2 separate regions of the Mus musculus genome follow, and region 2 is linked to region 1. Evidence: chromatin contacts called from public Hi-C data. All regions are on one chromosome and are shown on one strand. The core of a region is the stretch at or near the end of the contact, and the rest is flanking DNA. Distances in the headings are between cores, read along the strand shown.

Region 1 (6,717 bases), core at 2,340-4,839:
GCTCACAGAGACCGAAGCGGCATGGTCTTCCCCTCTGTTTGAGAAGTTCGGGGTCTAAAACAGAAGAGTGTTTACTTCAGAGCAAATGGAAATGCGGTTTGTTTTTTTTTTGACAGAGGGCCATGAGAGAACTCACTGATTACAGCGGAGCTGGGGGTGGGGCTAACCTCGCAGTGACGTCACAGCGGTGCCGCTACAGCCTCGCTCTGCTCCAATCAGGATCTCCCTCCCTCCCACCCAATAGTGGTCAAGCCTCTTATTTGCCTAATCGTAAGGCTCCTGCTGTCGCTCAGGGGCAGGGCAGGGCATCCTAATTAGCTGGAGATGGTATTTAGTTTGCAAAATGAGCATAGCTTATCAGAGCCTTCATTTTGCTTTACATTTATATATTAAAACTATGCATACTATATCTTTAAGAGTTTAAAAACCTCAAACCTAACAATGTGTTTTTCTTGACTGAAATACACCTCAGGTCTGATACTTGACTGGTTTTATGGTCATTATTTAAAGAAGCAGGTTTCATACTTCATACTATTGGCATATGCCTCACTTCTGAATATTGCATTTTACTGCTGCTGGCATCCAATGTGTCATGACATATCCCAGGGGAAGTGTAAAGTATACTCACTGAACCGGATGCTTGGGGCAAATTAGCCAGAGTTGGGTTAAGTCACGTTTAACTGAGTACTACTGTTACGTGTGCTTATTACCCATAAACTGAGGCTTAGGTTAAATTCACTGTGATGAATCGTGGCTTGTATGGTAATTTGACTTTTCAGACCCAAATGTCAAGAATGAACAACGGTATCATGCAACCTTTTCAAAAGGTTAACAAGAACTTTGTCCATCTTGCTCCCTCCAACATTTGACCAATTTTAATCGTAGACCCTTTGTAAAGAGCTTCAGAACTTCTGTAAAGTGCTTTAGAAGTACAGAAGTAAGCCTATGGGTGAGTGAATTTTTTTTTCCAGAATGCTAGAGACCTGGGAAGAGATGAAGGTAAAGACTGAAGATTGGGGGTGGGTGTGGAGACATGGACCTTTAACCCCAGCACGCTGGAGTCGGAAGCAAAGATAAGAGTGTGTCTAGCGAGACCCTATCTTTCAAAAAAAAAAAAAAATTCGGCATTGTCAAAAGATCAAATTTGAATGAATTTAGCTAAATGACTTCTTCGTCTTTTATTATCAATCCATAAATCGAGCAGCAGTGAATCTAAGCCTCCAGAGGTACTGTGCTGCGGGAGGCCCAACAACTGGCCTTAGTGGAAGGGGGAAATGGCAATGTGAAGAACAGCTTGGGTGGCATCAGGGACTCCCCTTGTCGGAGTTAAAACAGCGCGACTGCTGGGGAAATTGAACTGTGGGGGACTTGGCTATCTCTGGTCTCTCTCCTGATTGCTCAGGTTAGATAAACAATCGGTCACGTGGAACATCATTTACAGTTGGGTCTGTCCAGGATCTAGGGCAGGTTTGCACTCAGCCTAAGCCAGTGACCTCCTGTGCATTCATACATCTTTATTCAAAGACACATAGAAAAGGGAACCCCAGGTGTCTACCTATTACAGAATCTAGAGGGATTCTGATGCCACAGTATTCAAAATATACTTTTAGAAACTCTAGCCTAGTGTACCACATGTCAGTTGCAGGTAACTACTTTTAACTAATCTGTCTTATATTCTTAAATATTTCTAATTTATTCTTTCAAATAATTAAATGCACAATCTTGCCAACAAGCAATACAATTTCAACAACACTTATTGGATATGTTGAGTTGCAGTGGGTGCTATTTTGGAGATTAATTCTAAAATTTTGTTTATTCTCTGTGGTTTTATGTCAGTTATACACACATATTATTCATATTTCTGTGCTTCACTTAAGCTTTCAAAAATTAGGATACAAGCAAAATTAGGGGGCTGAGGGTGTAGATCGCTGGTGGCGTTCTTGCCTAACTTGCAGAAAGCCCTGGGCTTAATCCCCAGCACAGCACAACACTGGGCACAGCACACAGCAGTATACGCTTATAATCTGTACCCAGAAGGCAGAGGCAGAAGGAGAATAGTTGCAGTTCATCTTCAGCTATGTAGTAAGTTTAAAACCAGTCTGGGGTACAAGTCCTTGTCAAAAGGAAAGAGAGAGGGGGAGAAGGAGGAGGATTGTGAGGAGGAGGAAGAGGAGGAGGAAGAAGAAGAGGAGGAGGAGGAGGAAATTAACTGTCAAGCAAAGTTAAAAATAAAAGGCCTCTAATAAAAGTGAAGGAAGAAAATTAGAAATGTATAGTTATTGGCAACAAAATATAGTCATTCCAACTTTAAAAAAATCAAAGCATAAAGCATGTGTAAGTTTTGTAACTTTACAAGTGAACACTATAGTCCAGAGGAGTCTGCATCGGCCTCTTAATGGCACCAAAACGCCACCACTTCCCTAAGGTAGAAAGAAGACAATGCTCCCTATAAATAACTCCTTATAAACATCTTTTCAAGTCCAGCGTGGTAGATAATTATAGGATTAAGAACCATGAAAACCAAGTTCTGTTTCTGTCTTTTACAACAAATCACTTCATATCTTTGACCTTCGATTCCAATCCATGAAATAGAATCATTGAAATAGATACTCTCTGACACACCGATCTCTCTATTTTAAATCTATTTCTGGAATGGCAAGGATCAGACTCAGGGCTTTGTAACACTAGACACGCGCTCTACCACTGAACTACACCCCCAGGTCATTTCCCCCCTTCCCAAACAGGGTCTTGCTCGATAATCCAACCTGGCCTCAAATGTTCCGTCCTCATGCTTTGTCTCTTGAGTGTTGGGATGATTGGTGTGAACCACAACACCCAGCTCTTCTTTTAGAAAAAGATATGATTTTACAAAGAATTGTTTATAGTAATTCCTCTACATTTAAACCTCAAAGACGTCAAACTTAATGACTGCTTAATATATGGTAATAAAAAAATCAAACTGATTGATGAAGAAAACATTGCAAAAAAAAAAAGAAGAAAAAGAAAACATTGCTCTGTCGGGTAGAAGAGGCATGCTGGATTTTATTCTAGTTCCCTATTGTCTATCATACTTTTAATTTCTATTCTATTGGACCATCATCTGGACCATCATCACCATCGTTACAGTTACATACACATACACACACACATTAAAATTTATCTTAGCTACCTGTTTATAATTGATAAGCGTCTGGGAGTAAGTCATACACTCTATTCATATTTACTGTTTCAATAGAACCTAGAGTAATGCCTTTCACAGTGTGTGTCCAGCAGGTGGTCATTGTACTTGCACCCCTGTTTGGTTGGTCCTTGAATTCCCACTCAACCTTACTGATAAAACTGAGAACCTGATAGCTCTCCTCTGCCCACTGCTGGTGGTTTCCAATGATATTCAGTATTAATATAATCCACTCCCCGATGCTGAACACAGGCGGGGAAAATGATCACTGTTCTGTGACTGTGCTGATCGTGCAACATGAATTCAGATGTTAAACACCTGAAAAGTCATTGCAGGAAGCCGCCCAACACAGGGCTGAGAGCTGTATTTTTGCTAATCTCCTTAAGCTGCCATTCTTTAGCTTCCAAATCAGCCAAAGCTAACACTCAAAATGCCGCTGCTGTCCTCAGGTAACACCCCTCGCAGCCCGTCAGAGGGCTTACTACCCTCCAGATCAACGGAAGCTCCCAATGGTGGAGTTTAATGTCCACAGCCTTCAGCAACTACTAGATACCTGCCAAGCACACAGGCCGAGGTGAGCTGTTCTCCAGTTTAGTAAGTCACATTGTTCCTGGCCCATGGGATTCCCTAGCCTTGTGCCCCCCACCCTATGTGCTTCATGCTCTGTTTGTATCTTAAATTCTGAATTCCGTGTAACATTCACCCCATCGAGAAAACTTTTCTTCTCTTTGTTCAGTCCATTTACCCCAAATGAGGCTTTTTTTTTTTTTTTTTTTTTTTTAGTTTTTGGAAGGAGGGTTTCTCTGTGTAGCCACCACCACCCAACCCCAATGATTCTTACAACTAAGTATTTGGCAGTCCCTAAATATTTAGCACATATCAATAAAAATTAAGAGTACCATTTTTATAAATTAAATTATGATACTTAATGTTTAGAACAAACCCTCAGAATGTTTACAACAAATAGTATTTTATAGATTAAGAATTTTGTCAAGGATCAAATAAGTGTAGAATTGTGACTCAATCTCACACCTTCTGAGTGCTTTTTATATATGGACTCTGTGTGTGCGCTCATGCACGCCTGTGTGCCTGTGTACATACGTACTTAGAATGTTACAGTGTGTTAACCTCTGTAAAACCTACGATCACATTTTGATTCACTTGCTTATTGCCTTTCTTACGTGTAAGTTCTCATAAATAACTGCCTGAGCCTCCTCAAAGGTTCTGCAAAGTATGTAGTATAGATTTGGGGAATGGGCAAGGGGGTTCTCTGTGAATACACACACAGACACACACATACAAAATAAAGACTTGCCGTTTTGTGCTACTGGAATTTTAAACTGTGGTTTAAAAACAAAACAAAACAAAAAGCAATCACCCGAACAGGATTTGGCTACTTGCTATTTTTATCCTTCTGGATTCCTTTTAAGAATTAGAATGGAAAGCAACCAGTGGCTTTGAAGGAGTTGAAAAATAGGTGTTTTGGGGCCGAGGATGAATGGAGCATTTGCTGGTGTGTACTAGTTCCTGTGAGCAGCTGGGAGAACTAGCATTTATGACACCCTCCCTTTCTTATTTTATGCCCATTACTGACAAGCCTGGCCATCCCATACAGTGAAGGTGGGGAAACTGAGGTGTGCATGAGCCTGCTCCCCTGTCCCCTGTGTCCCCAGTCGCACAGTGGCCTTGCATCCCAGGCCTTCAGCGGCAGCATCACCCCAGAAAGAGGAACCTAGTGTTCATCTTTCCTATGCAGACAAGCCTCAGATGAGCTCCTCTGGTGAGAGATACTGCAGGGCAAGTATCAAGAGGCTAGTCACAACCGATAGAAGCATGCCAATCACTTAGAAAGGAAAAGCCATAAAAGATGCTTTGGGTGGTTCTGGGAAACAAACTCTTTCTTCTTCAAACATGCACGTCTGGGAGAGCATCAAGTTTCGAATTTTCATTTCCTATACTAGCTCCTTGGAGCAACGCTATATTTGATATGGAAAGATTCCTCTGTGTATAGGAATTCAAGCAGATAAATGGTAGATAGTGATAGAGGGGATGGCTTCACTCTGAGCTCTTAATTAAAAAAAAAAAATGATGTTAGTGACATAGGCACTAATCAGCAGCGTCTAAAGCCATTGTGCAAAGGGCAGAAGGGAAGTTTATAGATGGTAGACCGAGCTGGCAACTTCTGACCTGCTGGTTAGCCAAAACCTGACCGGGAGCTGGCCCCTGTGTGTCTGTCAATTGGTACAATCGGAGGGGTGCAGTGCCGCCTGCAGGCTTATCCAGGAAGTGTTCCTAAAAAAATACTGGCTCTTAGGCTTCTGGGGCCAATGCTCCAATTCTGAGAACGACAAGGGAGACAAACATGTTAAGCAACACCAAAGGTGTGGAAAATTCAGAAAGTGGACAGCGATCCAGGACAAATGAATTGTTTTCTCGAACAAACACAGGACAAGGAAAAGCTACAGGTTAAATAATCTGAGACCCCATCAGCAGGCATGCGGGAAAAAGCAATGTATGAGCCCTCACAGCAAACAAGGAGCCATAAAGACATAAAGAGCATCTTCAAGTATTTAAAAAGGCATTTCAAATGGCAGCCACTTGGCAACAGGAGAGTCCTGTACTGTGAGGCTGGCTTTGCTTGAGCCAGGGCTTTCTCGCCAGTGGCATGGATCTGTGACACTTGTTAAGATGTGACAGTAGCTATGAGTGACTGAACAATCCATATTTTATTTTAAATGTCTACAAGTAGTAGCTTACAGAATTAAAGAAAGTCAGTGGTGTTTTGTGCATGAAGTCATTGTCAAATCTTTCACACCATTTGGAAGACTGGTTCCCCTACTGGCCAATGAATATGCTTTTGAGACTCATAATCTTAAACCTCAGATCTACATCTAAGGAAAACAGAAGAAAGAAGAAGAACAATAATAAAATTAGACCCTTTGCTAAATAACGCCTGTAAGCAGTCAAAACATAAAGTCTTTAGAAGTTCACCATTAACACACCATAAATAGTGTGCACACAGAAGTTCATTAATACTCCATTGATAGTGTGCACATAGAAGTTCATTAATGCACCATTAATGATGTGCACAAGGAAGTTCATTAATACATCATTGAGAATGTGCACATAGAATTTCATTAGTACACCACTGATAATGTGCACATAGAAGTTCATTAATACACCACTGACAGTGTGCACATAGAAGTTCATTAATGCACCATTGACAGTGTGCACATAGAAGTTCATTAATACACCACTGACAGTGTGCACATAGACGTTCCCACACTGGGTTTAGTGTAATCCTATAAGATCAGGGCAGCAGGGAGAGACCAACTTACCTGGGCTGACACAAATGTGAGTTAAAGTCTTTGTTTGGAATCAGCTAGAAGGAGCTCAGAGTGGGTAGGGCATGGGAAGGCTTTTCTGTGTTTAAAGTGCCTGAAAGGGGAAGTGTGAACTCCGTGGTCTCTTTAACCAGCAGGAGGAGTAAATGGGTAGATGACAGGTTTTCCCAAAACAGTTCACAGAAATCTGTGCTA
Region 2 (6,490 bases), core at 1,467-3,966, 75 kb after region 1:
TTTTCATAGTTAAAATTGGTGAAATATGAGCAACTTCATGGTGTCAATGGATGTTTATAGAGTTTTTTCATGCTAGGTTTTAGAAACTCTGGTCACACCCATTTCTTTATTAGTCATCAAAGAGGCAGATAGTGGGTAACAGAATAAGGAAAGCTGAGCTCTTCCGCCTTCTCTGTGGCCAGGGACTGCCACTTCACCTGACTCATGGTTCTATTGTCACGTTGTCATCTTATGATTGACTTAAATGGAAGTAAAATCCCATGTCTTCCTGTCAGTGTTTGCTGCTGTTACCAACAACTGATTAAACGTCTGAAATCATCTGTGCCCACCAATGATAGATGCTATCTCCCTGACAACCAGTCCGTGGGATGCTACAGAACGACCTTTCCAGCCCACTCCTCTCCAACGCCAAAGTGAATCTCTTTAAAAACCGACTGATGTTAAAAGAATCCACTCAAAATCATGAACTGGGGCTCGGGGTGTACCTCCATTATAAAGTGTTTGCCTGGCGTGCTCCAATCCCTTTGTCAGCACAGCATAAACCAGGCAGGGTGCACACCTGTGGTCACGTCAGTCAGGAGTCAGAGGCAGGAGGATCAACCAGTCAAGGTATCCTGAGGCATAGGGAATTCCAAGCTATCCCAGATACATGAGAACCTATTGATAAAATAAAATAATAAACTGATCCTTTTATGAGAGAAGCACTTATGGAGGAAAGGGCAGGTGTCCATGCATTTCTTTCTGCTGAAGGACTAGACCGGAAACCAAACATACTCCTTTTTGGCAGTTTCGAAACTACCTATTTATCCCCTACACCCATCTGAACTGCTCAATGTGAATAAGCAGTTTTGAAAAGAAAACAATGTTCAAATTATGATCCATAACAATAAAATGACCGCCAGGTAGACACTTCCCAGCGAGCCCCCCGTGAATTTCACACAGCTAGCCCGAAATGCCCACAGGGGCAAGTAGGGTGGAGCCACAGGGCCTTGCCAATGGCACATCCTTCCTGTTGCTTTAGAAGACCTTGGGGAACCTCGGACTGTCTCTGGGGCACATTTACCACAAACCTCCGTGTCGATTCACACCAGAATGATGGCAGCGTCCACTCCTCAGGTAAGCATTTCAATGCGCTGTCACAGGAGGAAGCTGGAGCCTCACCTGGATTGGCCCAGTGACAGCATCAGGAGTGCTGAGACCCAGGGTGACCCAGTCCCTGTGCGGTTTTGTTACCTCACTTACACATGACAGGTATTGAACTAGAGTCCTTGGAGAGGACCTTTGTCCTGTGGTTTGGGTAGAACCCAGCATAATGGGGCCACCCCGGAGAAGAAAACATTCTGGCAAAGTTTTTAGAGATTCCTCGTCCTGGTCATCGCGTGCTGTAAATCTTTGGGATAACAGGTGCTAACCTGTGTTGTTTTCATTTGCATCTTACTTCTCAGGGAATGTATCAAAAAGGGTACCAGAGTTAGCTAAGTAAAAACGTTCACAAATAAAATGTAATTGTATCATTATCGACATCAATATCATCTCCATCTCTACCACCATCACCATGTCTCCACCACCACCACCACCACCATCACCATCATCATCATTATCACCGTCCATCATTGCTGTGCTAGATATCAGATGCATGTCTGTAGACCTGTCAGGTGTGTGCTGTTCCATTGAGCTATATCTCAACCCTAGTTATTATTTGGTTAAAGTTGTGTCATTCTTATATTAAGCTTTGTTTCAGAGACTCATTGTTTATTTCAACTAGTAAAGTCACAAGAATGCATTTATTTTATTTTATTAGTAAATACTCTCAAAAATACTCTCAAAAGAAACAGTCTACCATATCTGGCTAAGAAGAGTTCTGTTTTGTATTTGCCTACGGGTAAAAGGATTCGTGTGTATCATATACAAATTATAATTTTTACTATGTTAAAGCAACATTGAGACTTAACAACTTCTGTGAGGCCCTACAATATCTGCGACAGGTGGTATTTTCCAGACATCTTTACTTTCATAAGTTAACCACAGCGACTTCACTCTTGTCCTCCTACTACAAGTTGTTAGTAATCCTCGGATGGAACGGGAAGCTCTAGAGCAGACAAGATCAACACGCCCGCCCGCAGCTCCTTCCCAGCCTCACTCTGTGCTTTCTGTAAGAAGCCTCCCTCCTGCCCCGCCCCCACACGGAACACGGTCTGCTCTGCCGAGAAGGGTATTGTGTGTACATAGGTATAACAAACATTTTTGTAGGACAGAAAGTGCTTTTGGAATTTCAGAAACCCGTGTGAGGCTTCTGAGAGGTAAGTGTTGCCCATGATAAAAATAGTAAGACGGTGGACAACCAGCCCATAAAACTGAACCAAGTCTCACGAGGTTAAACTGCCTCTCCCTTTTAACAAATAATCTGCTCTCATAAAATTAGGCTGATCAGTCTGGGTCCTTTATTTTAAAAGCCAGGACAATCGGAATACTTAGTAGCAAGGAGAAAGGCATACCTTGATCCTGAGCCGTCATGTCTGCCGTGATACTCACAGGAGCACTGAGAAGGGCAGGTACCGTTCACTCCTCCCAGGAAGCTAAGCACAAGGCACAGGCAGGCCGAGAGCCACATAGCTCCAGAGTGGCTCTCTGAACAAAAGGTGAGGGCCTAAACAAGAACATGGGGAAGCTACCACGAATGCCCGCCGCCAGCCACAGGCAGTTAGCATCAGCAGCTTAGCCAGATTAGCCCGAGACCTGAAGTTACTTAACCTTCAAGTGTCTTGCAGGGGATCAATCCACCCAGCCTTTGAATATGGCCTCAACCGAGTAACACACTTACTAAGGGAAGTGAAAAATCAAACCGCCAGGACAATTTCAATAGGCGCCCATGTCTAAATTTGCAGGGAAACCCCGTATCAGGTACCTTTCCCATAGTTGGAACTTTAAAATGTTCCTATAGCTTAAAAACATAACCGGTGTTACAAAGAGCTTGGTATCTTGGCATATGCTAAGATTTTCAGTAGTTTATTTATACAGACATCATTCCTTTTACTTTTTGCATCTTTACCAGAAAAAAAGTGACTTTAATTCAGATTTATGTCCAATAGAGTTACCAGTGGTGCCCCGGACTGCTCATCTCCCCCAAACCAAGTTAAGTGAGCCCTATGCCGTCTCCCTAAGACTCCTCAGCCCACTCCAGGTGTGTCAGAGCTACTGCTCCAGTGAGAACCTGTCCTGAGTCTCTCCCAGATCGCCTCAGTATGCATAAGATGTGCCCAAGAGCGTTCCTTTCTAATGAAGGCAATTGTCTCTGTTCAAAGCTATGTTTAATTCTGGGTCTGGGGTGTCAAAACCCCTACTTAAGGATGAACTGAAGCCTGGGTTTGCAGCTCAGTTGGAGGAGTGCCTGCCTGGCATGGACAAAGCCTGGATCCTATCTCTAGCACCAAACAAAATGGTGTTTTATATGAGTGCCTGTAAGCTCGTCATTTAAGATGTGAAGGCAGGTGGATCAGATGTTCGAAGCCATCTTCAGTCCATAACAAGTCGGATGCCAGTCTGATACATAGACACCATCTGCAGGTGAATGGACGCCAGTCTGATACATGGACACCATCTGCAGGAGAATGGCAGGTGGTCAACTGCCATGTCTTTTAGTAACATTTAGCAAAAAATAATCTTTGAGACATTGTCTTACTATGTAGACCAGGCTGGCTTTGAACTCATAGAGATCTGCCTGTCCTTGCCAGGACTGAAAGCATGCACCGCTACACCCAGCTGCAGAGAATATCTAAGCAATGGAGTCTGGAAAACACTGCTGAATTTAAAAATGTCATATTGCAGCTGTTCAGAGATGACATAATTCATTTGTTCGTCAAATATTTATGGAGAACCTGCCAACTTCCGAACCAAAGACTAGAGGTACGAAGATAAGCAACACAGCGTTGCGGTTCATGAAGAAGTCAAATGATAGAGACAGGTCAGTGAGGACGCACAAGAGAACATCATGTTCAGCCTGGGTAACCAGGCAAAGCTGTCTTGTTGGGTGGCACCTGAGCTCCCTCTCCAGCAAGCAGAGGGAAACAGGAAAGACTGTGCTCTGTGTGTGTGTGTGTGTGTGTGTGTGTGCTGTGTGTATGTGCATGTGTGTGTGTGCTGTGTGTATGTGCATGTTTGTGTGTGCTGTGTGTGTGTGCTGTGTGTATGTGCATGTGTGTGTGTGTGTGCTGTGTGTGTGTGCTGTGTGTATGTGCATGTGTGTGTGTGCTGTGTGTATGTGCATGTGTGTGTGTGCATGTGCTGTGTGTGTGTATATGTGTGTGTGCTGTGTGTGTGTGTATATATGTGTGTGTGCTGTGTGTGCGTATGTGTGTGTATGTATGTGTGCTGTGTGTGTGTATATGTGTGTGTGCTGTGTGTGCGTATGTGTGTGTATGTGTGTGTGCTGTATGTGTGTGCATGCATGTGTATAAAGCTTCAAGAGAACCTCAGAAAAACACAAGCACTTTCTGTTGCTTAGGAATAAGTAGCTGAGCTGAGGTGGCAGAGGAAGGACCTTGGGTGCCCTGCTAAAGAGCCACACAGACTCCAGGCAGCAAAAACAGAAAGGTTAAGCTTCGAGTGGCTCATCAGATCAACAGATTAGTGGGATTTCCTGGTAGCTGTGTAGACAAAGGGTTTAGAGCCAGCAGGAGGGGAGCTGGAGGCTCTAGGTGGGCACTGGTGGTTCTGGTCCCAGTGAGCAGCCATGAGGCCATCCCCGATGTGCGGACAGGACTGTGGATAATACAGTTTTGGGAAACAGAGGAGGGGGAATCACTTGATTCCGTGTAGGCACGATGAAGACTGGATTTAAGGACAACCCCAGGGTTTCTCAGTGCTGGGGATGCAGTGATGGGTAGAAGCTCTGAGCTATTGTGCACCGGAGAGAGAAAATAGGTTGGTGGTAAAACTCTGCTCACTAAGTGACCAAACTGTCTGCATTATCAGGTTTGTGAATATTCTTACCTGGAAGAGCAGGACCGGACCAACTGAGTATAGCAAAACTGTATAGTGATAAGCCACCAAGCTAGTAAGCCCAGTAGCCATAGGGAGCCAGATTCAAAGCTTAGTCAGTCTTATTGTATAAATTAGTTGATTGACATGGTATTAGATATTAGTGCACCACTGAAGTCCTTCATGTTAAAGTGAAGTTATCCCTTGTTTGTTGTTAGGAATAAACTCAAAGCTTTGCACACTAGAGCTCGCTATCAATTCTCTAGGTAATACGGTAAATACTGCCTCAACCATTTAACTGTTCTGTGACTAAGCACAGACCCCTGCTAGATTGTCTCCATAAGCAGCTTAACTGTGTGTGGGGGGGGGGGGAGGGTGAACGAGCACCCAGAGCCCTCCAGGAACACATTTTTAATGTTGCCACTGGAGAATTACAAAATGTGAAAAGTCTCTCTGGGCCATGGTGAGGAGGGCCTTGAACCTTGTGTCTAAGGCAGCCAGACTTCCTTCACAGGTGTGGTAGTAAACTTGACAGTACACACAATCATCTGGAGAACAGATCTATGGGTATGTCTGGGAGCAACTGTCTAGATTGGGGTAACTGAGCCGGAAGGAGGTATCCTCAGGGTGGGTACCACAACCCTGTGTGCTGGGGTCTTAGACTAAAAGGGTAAAGGGAGTGAACACCAGACTTGATGCCATTCGGCTTCCTGTCAGTAGATACCATGTGACCAACTGCACCCCTTGTCCCTAATGTTGAACTCAATTCTCTTCAACCATGACCCAAAATAAGCCCTTCCACCGCTCAGTTGAAGGCTTTTGCCACCGCAGGCTCCTGAAAGTTTGGTCAGAAAGATTTAAAGGGCTGGAAGTGCATCTTTAAACAGTTGGCTGTGGCGTGGTCGGAGTGAGAATGCGCAGAGGATGGAAAGCTAAATCAGGAGGTTGTTATAGCAACTCTCACCATTGTCCACAGGAAGGGAACTGTCTCGGTAAACTAGTAGGTAGGTCTTTAATATGCCGACAAAGGGGTTAAGGAGGCAACTTACAAAGTGTGTGTGTGGGGGGGTGGCAACAGATAAAGATCTATAGTCTGATGAGCACTGAGCGAGATGTGAAAGAAAATGAATTCACGCTACAGTATATAACTCATAGCTTTGAAATATGAAAGAACATTATTATAATATGGAGTGAATGTATACACATCACCAAAGCAATGCAGACCCACACTTGGAGACATCTAGCAACCATAAGGCTCTCTTATATTTCTGTGCAATAACCTTAAGCTGGATAAAGATTCAGATAGAATAATTGATACCCACCCCTACAAAGATATTTGTATTACAGTGTTCCCAATTTTGCATCTATAAAAGAAATCCAGGCTTGGTGGTACACATCTGTAAGCTCCAGAATTGAGATGCTGGTAGCTTCAAGTTTGAGCCCAGCCTGGACTATATAATGAGACCTTGCCTCATAAGAAAGAGTAAAAACTTGAAACGGTTTAGTTGTCTAC

What was found. Hi-C and Micro-C count contacts between places; a contact is called where the count stands out from the background.
Region 2: a contact with region 1 is called in a Hi-C map of rod photoreceptor, with 2.2 times the contacts expected there. The contact joins the promoter of Lrit3 here to the enhancer-like site in region 1. A contact is called at or near these places in 3 of 484 Hi-C or Micro-C datasets (the Ba/F3 cell line, nephron progenitors and rod photoreceptor) and 2 of 9 other capture datasets (adipose tissue and liver).

Annotation. Positions count from the first base shown.
Region 1 is chr3:129,725,187-129,731,903 of GRCm38.p6, forward strand. It overlaps Egf (epidermal growth factor), which reads right to left. Exons shown (of 24, transcript NM_010113.4): 6 at 1-54. Among named protein-coding and RNA genes, the nearest start is that of 6330410L21Rik, 25 kb to the right of the region's middle. Within about 2 kb of position 3,590, at least 1 of the 459 cell types and tissues checked has an H3K27ac peak or open chromatin away from gene starts, as enhancers often do. A contact at or near this core is called in rod photoreceptor, where this site is marked.
Region 2 is chr3:129,801,420-129,807,909 of GRCm38.p6, forward strand. Lrit3 (leucine-rich repeat, immunoglobulin-like and transmembrane domains 3) reads right to left here and starts at 2,717. Exons shown (of 4, transcript NM_001287224.2): 1 at 2,496-2,717. The coding sequence starts at 2,611. All of the region lies in intron 2 of Gm36130 (a long non-coding RNA gene), which reads left to right.